Regions from separate parts of the Gossypium hirsutum genome. Here region 1 is linked to region 2. A link is a contact called in public Hi-C data. All regions are on one chromosome and are shown on one strand. Each heading gives the region's core, a stretch centred on a gene start, on an enhancer-like site or on the middle of the called end of the contact. The rest is flanking DNA. Distances are from core to core; before and after follow the strand shown.

Region 1 (4,650 bases), core at 38-2,537, 72 kb after region 2:
CTAAAATTCATTTTGAAATAGTAAATTTTATTTTGTCACCAATTCAGCTTCCTATTATTTTATATACAATGTATTATCATAATGTTGTTTTTAATAAATTTCTGTTTTCTTAATTTTTAATTAAATTGACTACAAATTGTTAACAAAAGCAGACAAATCTAAAGGGTAAAACATCCTAGTTCTTTTAAACAAACATTACATTTCTAAAACCATGCCAACTATTTTCTTTTTAATAATTTTATTATGGGTTTTCATCATTTTTGTTCTTTTTAATGTAGTCTCTTCCCAACCCATAAATAAGAAAATAATGTACTTCAGCGCATTCAAACCCATGTCCTCCTACATTGTCAACACTGCTCATGCCTATCGAGTTAAGATTCTATCGGCATGCATGCGAAGTATTAATTGAGATGATTAATTTATGTGTTTCAAGTTTAAATTAACATTATAGTATTATTTTCTTAAAAATATAAAAAGATAAATATATATTTTGTTATTTTGTATGTAAAGAATGTTTCAACTAAGTGAACGTCACAAGTTAATTGGATACAAATTTAGTTAGAAAAAGATGAAAATATCTCACTTTACAAAATAAACTATACTATTTTAAGAGTAAGATTTAAATCCAAAATATCAAAATCTCACTATCTCAACTTTACCCTTTTAACTTTTATTTCAATTTTTATAAATTTATTACATAAATATTTACATCCTGTGGATATATATTTTTAAAGAGTTTAAATTTGAGTAAATTATAGCAATATTAGTGGAAAAAATATAAGTAATAAAATTTTAAGAAATTGATATAAAAATAAAATATTGCTTTGGTCGAAATAATAAAGTCGAGATAGTGGAAATCATGTTGTTTTGAGTTTAAATCATATGTAATATTTTTTTATCTAAAATTATATAAAAATATAAAAACAAAAGTATTCTCAGGTAAACTACATTAGTAGTACTAATATAAAAATGAAAGCACAAAAAAATCTAAAATAAATGGGTGATAAATAGTTAAATGACATTTTTGTAATTTTACAACCATTAAAGAATTTTAAATAATAATATAGCAAATATAATATCGGATGCATGTGTGTAACCATGAGAGGTGACATGATAGTTGCTCTTTATTCCTTATTCATGTGATTAAAGGTTTAATTATTTACTTTTCAAAAACAGCGAAAAAAAGTAGTCATTGCGACACACATTGATATCTTGATTTAGAAAAGAAAAAGTAAAGAGTAGAATGATATATAATATAATTCATTTATGGTAGTATAAATTTACAGTCAGGTGGCTTTTGGATGTTTTTTCTCAAGTAAAAAATAAAATATAAAAAACTAAAGAAGAAAGAGAAACAACTAATAGAAAATGATAGGACTGTTACTTACTGCAGTACTGGATATAGTATATAAAAATCATGTATAAAAAGTTATCAACAACAACACTGCCACTACTTCTTTAAGCGGTTCCTCTTCTTCTTCTCTGTTTGGACTTTTTCTTTTTTCCTGGTTTGTTGTAGTTTTGGAGTTGTTGGGCTGTTCTCATTTTGGTTCCTCAACAGTAATCTAAATTCAAGATCAAGCCTTTTGAAAACTGGGTATCATTTTTTTTCTTTCAACTTTTCTTTTTCTTTTTTCCTTTTCTTGGTAGTTGTGTAATGTCTTCTTTTCTTTTCCTTATTTTTTGCAGCGAGGTAAAGTTCATCTTTTTGGGAGTCTTGAGTTAAGAGCAAGAGAAAATGGGGGATAAAAATGAAGTCTTGGAGGCTGTATTGAAGGAAACTGTGGATTTGGTAAATAGATCTGACCAAACTTTGATGGATTTTGCTTGTGAACTATGATATGTTTCATGTTCACTAGTGTTTTTTTTTTGGTTCATATTATGAGTTATTGTCTTTTTTATAACAGGAAAATATACCCATTGAAGAAGTTTTTGAGAATCTGAGATGTAGCAGAGAAGGTCTCACTACTGAGGCTGCTGAAGAAAGGCTGACCATTTTTGGACACAACAAGCTTGAAGAGAAAAAGGTACTGTTTTTATCTTTACAATTCCTTTAACTTTTCTATGCCTTCTGTTTTCTGAGTTCTGATTTAGGCCTCTTTACCATCCAGGAGAGCAAATTCTTGAAGTTTTTGGGCTTTATGTGGAATCCTCTCTCATGGGTTATGGAAGCTGCTGCTATCATGGCCATTGCTCTTGCAAATGGAGGAGTGAGTGCTTCTTTTAATTGGTCCTATGTCAAAATTATTTCCAAGATCTTTTTGTTTCAGGGTTCTTATTGATGATTTATCTTCTATCTATTGCAGGGAAAGCCACCAGATTGGCAAGACTTTGTTGGTATCATAACTCTGCTTGTCATCAACTCCACCATCAGTTTTATCGAGGAAAATAATGCTGGTAATGCAGCCGCCGCTCTAATGGCTCGTCTTGCCCCTAAAGCAAAGGTATTGTTCGAGTTTCTTGTTAGGGGCTTTGTGTATCTGCTTTATGCTAAAGGCTGCAGTTTTCTTATGATTTTTTTCGAGTTTTTTTGTCGTTGTTAATCGGTAATGAAATCTTAATTAAAGGTTCTTCGAGATGGAAGGTGGAACGAGCAAGATGCTGCTATTTTGGTTCCTGGAGACATAATAAGTATCAAACTAGGTGATATTATTCCTGCTGATGCCCGATTACTTGAGGGTGATCCTCTTAAAATTGATCAGGTAGGTTTTAATATAACTGTTGCTTTGCTTACCATCTTAATATTGATTTATTGAAATCTTAGTTGTTTGTACTGACTGCAATTTTGGTATTTGCAGTCTGCACTAACGGGAGAGTCCCTTCCTGTAACTAAAGGACCTGGTGATGGAATTTACTCTGGTTCTACTTGCAAACAAGGAGAGATCGAAGCTGTGGTTATTGCCACCGGTGTCCATACTTTCTTCGGGAAGGCGGCTCACCTTGTTGATACCACTAACCAAGTTGGTCATTTCCAAAAGGTCTTGACAGCAATAGGAAACTTCTGCATATGTTCTATTGCAGTGGGGATGGTAATAGAGATAATTGTGATGTATCCAATTCAAGACCGGGATTACCGTCCTGGAATTGACAATCTTCTTGTCCTTCTCATTGGTGGGATCCCGATTGCCATGCCTACAGTTTTGTCAGTTACCATGGCTATCGGTTCTCATAGGCTATCCCAGCAGGTTGGTTGGATTTGTTTGAATATTTTTAATTGACCTCAGTGCAAGGTATTTGGTATCCATTGAAGTTTTGTTTATTATTGCTACAGGGGGCAATCACGAAGAGAATGACTGCAATTGAGGAAATGGCGGGTATGGATGTTCTTTGCAGTGATAAGACTGGAACACTGACACTGAACAAACTTACAGTTGACAAAAATCTTATTGAGGTCTGCTGGATATCGATGTTATCTGATTCTAACTGCATGTTTTCTCCACAGAAGGCAATTCATTGTTTGTAATTGTGTCTGTGTTGATTTATCAGGTGTTTGCCAAAGGAGTAGATGCAGACACTGTAGTTCTGATGGCGGCCCGAGCCTCTAGAACAGAGAACCAAGATGCTATAGATTCTGCAATTGTTGGTATGCTGGCTGATCCAAAGGAGGTAATTGGTCTAATCCCGTGATGTTCTTATCTATCAGGTTTATTATTTTTTCCACTATGTTTTCTTGCAGAGTATTTTTATCTTCTTCTTTTGGTTCTTACAGGCACGTGCAGGCATTCGGGAAGTACACTTCCTTCCATTCAATCCTACTGATAAGAGAACAGCTCTAACCTATATTGACAGTGATGGTAAAATGCACAGAGTTAGTAAAGGTGCACCCGAGCAGGTAGCTTGTTCTTCCCTCCTTTATTCCTGAATTTGCTCCCTCTTTTTCTTTTTTCTTTTTTTAATTTTTTTATATCATCCTAAACCCTTGCTTTTGAAATGCTTTCTAGATCTTACATCTTGCACACAATAAGACAGACATTGAGAGAAGAGTTCATGCGGTCATTGATAAGTTTGCCGAACGGGGTTTACGATCTCTTGCAGTGGCATACCAGGTAACTTTTGTTGTTTGTTTTCGTTACTCTAGCATTATGTGCCTACTGCTATCTGCTGTCTTATCTGTCTTCTGTAATCAAATCATAACTAACCAAAATGTGTCACTTTTTTCATTAACTGCAGGAAGTTCCAGACGGAAGAAAGGAGAGTCCTGGTGGTCCATGGCAGTTCATTGGTCTCATGCCTCTCTTTGATCCCCCTCGTCATGATAGTGCTGAGACAATTAGGAGAGCTTTGAACCTTGGAGTAAATGTCAAAATGATTACAGGTGGGTTTCTTTTGCAGCTGAATGTGGTTATTGACTTTTCTGGTAGAGGAAACCGAGCAATGAAAAAATGTTTCTGAGGACATATATAGTTTGTCATATATCTTGAATGGTGGGATGGACTTTGATTTCGTGCAATGAAGCATTGATTCCTTGGATGTGATACCATTATATATAGTTTTCAAGTATGTTGGCATTGTATTAATTCCAATTTATGAATGGCAAACTTCTCTCAGGAGATCAACTGGCAATTGGAAAGGAGACTGGGCGCCGTTTGGGCATGGGAACCAACATGTATCCTTCGTCTGCTTTGTTAGGACAGGACAAGGATGAATCTA
Region 2 (4,479 bases), core at 1,062-3,561:
GTAATTGAATGAAGTTTAACATAATTTACTTTTTTTTTTCATTGGGAAAGGAAGAAAAGATTTTAAAAATAAATTACTTTTCTCCCTTAAGAGGGAAGATAATAACTATATTAAATAAAGCTTGGATTCTTTTTAAAATAGCTTGGATTATTAAATCCATCTCTAAATTGTCACGACATAATAAAGGAAGAAATTTTAATGCAATATTAGTGAATATATTTTATGCCCCAGTAAATAATAAGAGAATACATTGTCATTAGTGCAAAATAAAAATTATTGAAGGGTCAAAAATAAATATAAATAAATTTATTTTAAAAATTAAAAAGTACCTATAACCATTAAACATAAATAAATGCAAAAACATTAAATCTGAAATTGGGAACCTAAAACCCAAAACCTAAGAGAGAAAAAAATAGTTATAATTAATTTTTAATTTTATAAAATAAAATAAATTGTATATATTTTCAAGTCCTTCAATATTTTTATTTTACACCAATAATGATGTGTCATATTATTATTAATTGATAATGCATGAGATCTATACGATAATGTATCAAAATATTAATCCCATAATAAATATAATTTTTATGGTAGAACATTTTATGTCCATATTGCTTTTCTTTTCCATTTAAACTACCTCATTATGCAATTTTATAAGCAAAAACTAAAGATATTTTATAAGTGGATAATTTTCTTTTAATTAAAGTTATTATTATATTGATTTATTTTTTAATGTATATATGTATATTTGCATCCTACTCAAAATAGTAAGAAAATTTCGCCGAAATTCGAAAAAAGAAAAATGTTAGAATCCATTTGAAACATGGTAATTGGTATCATATCAGAATTGTGTGGATTCATTAATACGTATTGTCTCAGTTCTAAATCAGTAGCAAATCGTCTATGTTCTGTTTCAGTTAAAATTTTGGTATGTTTCGGTCATTTCAATGTATCTCAATCCGTTTCGATTAATATCAGTTTGTACCGGTTGATACAAAATTTTAGCATTTTAAACTAATTTTTAAAAATTTTATTTTAACCATTTTCATTTTCCAAAATTACATTTAAAATGGAAAATGAAAAGTTATTAAATTGAATTATTCAACCCAATTAATCAATTTAAAACTTACATTTAGATATAAATATATATGGATATAATTGAGATATATTTGCATGTTAATATAATATATAATTTATTTTTTAATCAAAATAACATAATTTATGAGAAATAAAAATTAGACTATAACTATATATAAAATATTGAAATTTATATATAATTTATCAAGAAACTAAAAATTAGACTATAAATATGAATATGCGAGAAAATAATTAAAAACATTTATATCGAAACAAGCGGGTATAGATATGTACTAGTACTAAGACAAAAACGGTACGGCCACAGGTACAATAATAACTACCTTGATTTGAACTCAAAATCCTTTTCAATTAAATTTTATGAAATATATGTTGGTCTAACTCAAACTTGAAAGTCTTAACTTAAAAGGAAGCACCTGTTTGCATGGGTTTGAATCGTGTTACCCCTATTCCCTACTCTTAATATTGTATAAAAAAACTTGAAAAGATATGAAAATTAGATGATAAAAGGGAGACAATAACTTAAATCCTATTCTAAATAGACTTAGAAATAACTCGTGCTTAGACGAATCCATGAGTTAGATGGTTGGAGTAAGGAGTTTGTAGCAAAGGATGCAATCACAAAACGATGGTTCGGATAACATGGGGTTGTCTTGGAATAAATGTATTGGAAGTGGGTTGAGTGCATTTAGAATTAGGAGATTGGGGTGTTTTTCTTTCTTTTTATTTTTTTTCTCCCAACGATCGATTAAAGTGGTTGAAAAAGTAAAGGAAATAATTGAAGGAAAAGGTCGTTCATGTTGGGATTTTCCACCCTCCCAAAAAGCAATGCTTTTTTGTTGGCAATGCTATCTTGCCCAAACCTCAGCCTGCTTTTTATCTTTTTTCTTCTTTTGGCCTGTGTGTTCGAATATATTATTGTGCTGTTTAAGGTATTTTCATTAATGTTAATTTTCTTTCTTTCTTTCTTTTTCTAAAAAATAACAATGGATATCTTAATTTTTATAAAAGAGATTTTATTATTTATATTTGAAATTATTGGAAAACCCTCAAAATTTATCCAAGGATGTTACAATATTCTATAGGTTCTTGGAATTTGTGGTTGGGAAAAGCTCAATTTACAATATTCTATCCATCATGGAAAGCCCTAGCATTACATGTGGGTGTGTAGGCTAGCATTTAATTTCATGCTTCACTCCATGATGTCATTTTTTTTTCTCATTGTGGGGGTGGGCAAGGTTCAAGATATGGACTTGTCAATGGACAAGTTGCAGTGCATACAGATGCTTTATGACCCTATAACATAAAACAAACCCATCATCCATTATTGTTTTCACATTTTATTGCTTAATAATTTTTCAGATTTATATTTAATATATACTTGTCAGTGAAATAAAATTATCTTTTAACAATTTTATTGAAATGATATTATTTAATTTACACATCTATAATTATGTAATAAGTATCAACTTTAATTTTCTTTCTTATAATTTGGTGGAAAAGCTAGCTCGACTTACCAAATTAATTGAAGATAACAAAAAATTGATTTTGTAAAATCATATTTGTATTATAACTATCTTAACTCTTAAATTGATTTGTGTTTGTGATTGGGACTCGGCCTTGAAAATTTTGAGATTATTTTGATTTCTTGGGTTAATTATCAATTTAGTGTATGTAATAATTGATTAGATTATGATTATGTATATAGATTTAATTATGATTACAACTCTTTCACAATTTCAAAAATTAGATTTACTTATTTTATGTTTTTTTAGTATTTTTCGTTTTCTACATTCAACTTTTTTAGGTTGTTGGTAGTAGTTTTTCCAATACCTTTTTCGTATTTTTTTTTTAATTTCAATCCATATTATCGTGATTTTATCCACAATTTCATAGTTTTATTTTGTTCATAGTTTCGCAGTTTTGTTCTGTACAAAATTTTTGTGGTTTTGTTTTGTCCACTATGTTTTCTTTAAAAACATATGCGATTTTATTTTTACTTTTAATTTTTAGTCATGTTCTGGCACATATGCGAGATTTGTCAATATAAGGGTGCTATTAGATCTATTAGGAACCGTTCTTGAAGGACTTTATTATGATAGATCATAGTGATGGTGATAGATTCAAGATGATGAGGAGAAGAATAGGCCATCTAAGACTTGGTCTTTTGTGCATCATTGATGCGGTGGGTTTCTTGGGTCTTTAGGCAATTTTTTCTTGGTCAATCGGTGTTTATCATCAAGTTGATTTGATGATGGTGAAGCTAGGATGCAAATTTCAGCAATTTGATCAAGTTGATGAATCTATTATTTTGTTTTTGAATTATTTCAGTATTGCAGCTGCTGTCAAATTGTCTTTTTTTTTTTAGATTACTTTGCAGACATGACATTTGTGCATTAATTTGCAATGATTTATTTATTGTTTGTACTTTGTGTCATGTCTTTGCATTATTATTATTCATGGTTCCTATTAATAATAGTATTTTCTTTTAAAAAAATTTAAATTTAGTTCAAATCTCCTTTTTATATTTTTTATTTTTTAATGAAATAATATTTTAATTTATAGAAACCGTAAACAGCAGTAATATGTAGGCATGATACATAGTATAGAATGACAAATAAAAATGCCTACAAGAGTTCGATAGAAGGGAAAGACAAACTAACAATAAAAACACTTTGAAGGTTAAAAAATGTATTAGAGATGCATCAACTCGATCAACTACCAATTATTGTTTCTTACCCTATCATAGGTAGACTATCCCAATAGCAAATTCCGGTTATAAACCACCAAAAATTCTCACCACATCAATAATGCATGAAAAACCTTATCTCAAATGATCTATCATCATCATTATTATCTCGAAATCTAATCTTGCGATCACTATCACAATATTTTATGATAGAAAAAATCCTTTATAGATGTAACGCGTGCTTGGATTGGTAAATCTTATAAATATGTCAAAATGCATTTGGAAATAAAATTAATTATTAAATAGAAGCAGCTTATTTATTTATTTATTTATTACCGACTCAGCTGAATTTAATTGATTAAATAGGAGCAGATGGTAGAGAGCTTCCAGAACATCAAAGCCACTATCGGCCTTGTATTCCTGAATATTATCTAGACTCATTGTACTTTCTTATTGTTTTATTAATAAGGGAAATTAAAAAATAAATTATAACACCCCCTATCTACCTGCCCTAGTTACATTCAATATATAAAAGGCTACAAGTGTAATACAGAAAACCTAACGTGCATTTTCTATATTTTCATAACTTTATTACACTAATAAATCAAGGCTTTTACATCCATAGTGTTGTTGTCTTATATTCCTCATTTAGAATTTCTTTTATATGGATAATACTGTATTTATCAAAAGCATTA

Evidence for each region. Hi-C and Micro-C count contacts between places; a contact is called where the count stands out from the background.
Region 1: a Hi-C map of leaf shows a contact between it and region 2, with 4 times the contacts expected there. The contact joins the promoter of LOC107950097 here to the enhancer-like site in region 2. A contact is called at or near these places in 5 of 34 Hi-C or Micro-C datasets (leaf and seedling).

Annotation. Positions count from the first base shown.
Region 1 is chrD03:37,492,768-37,497,417 of Gossypium_hirsutum_v2.1, forward strand. LOC107950097 (ATPase 11, plasma membrane-type) reads left to right here and starts at 1,288. Exons shown (of 21, transcript XM_041090056.1): 1 at 1,288-1,597; 2 at 1,690-1,792; 3 at 1,908-2,027; 4 at 2,112-2,210; 5 at 2,307-2,444; 6 at 2,568-2,702; 7 at 2,799-3,185; 8 at 3,272-3,391; 9 at 3,487-3,606; 10 at 3,710-3,832; 11 at 3,942-4,046; 12 at 4,171-4,315; 13 at 4,549-4,650. The coding sequence starts at 1,739.
Region 2 is chrD03:37,419,815-37,424,293 of Gossypium_hirsutum_v2.1, forward strand. No RefSeq gene overlaps it. Among protein-coding and RNA genes, the nearest start is that of LOC107950098, 16 kb to the left of the region's middle. Within about 2 kb of position 2,312, at least 4 of the 9 cell types and tissues checked have an H3K27ac peak or open chromatin away from gene starts, as enhancers often do. A contact at or near this core is called in leaf, where this site is marked.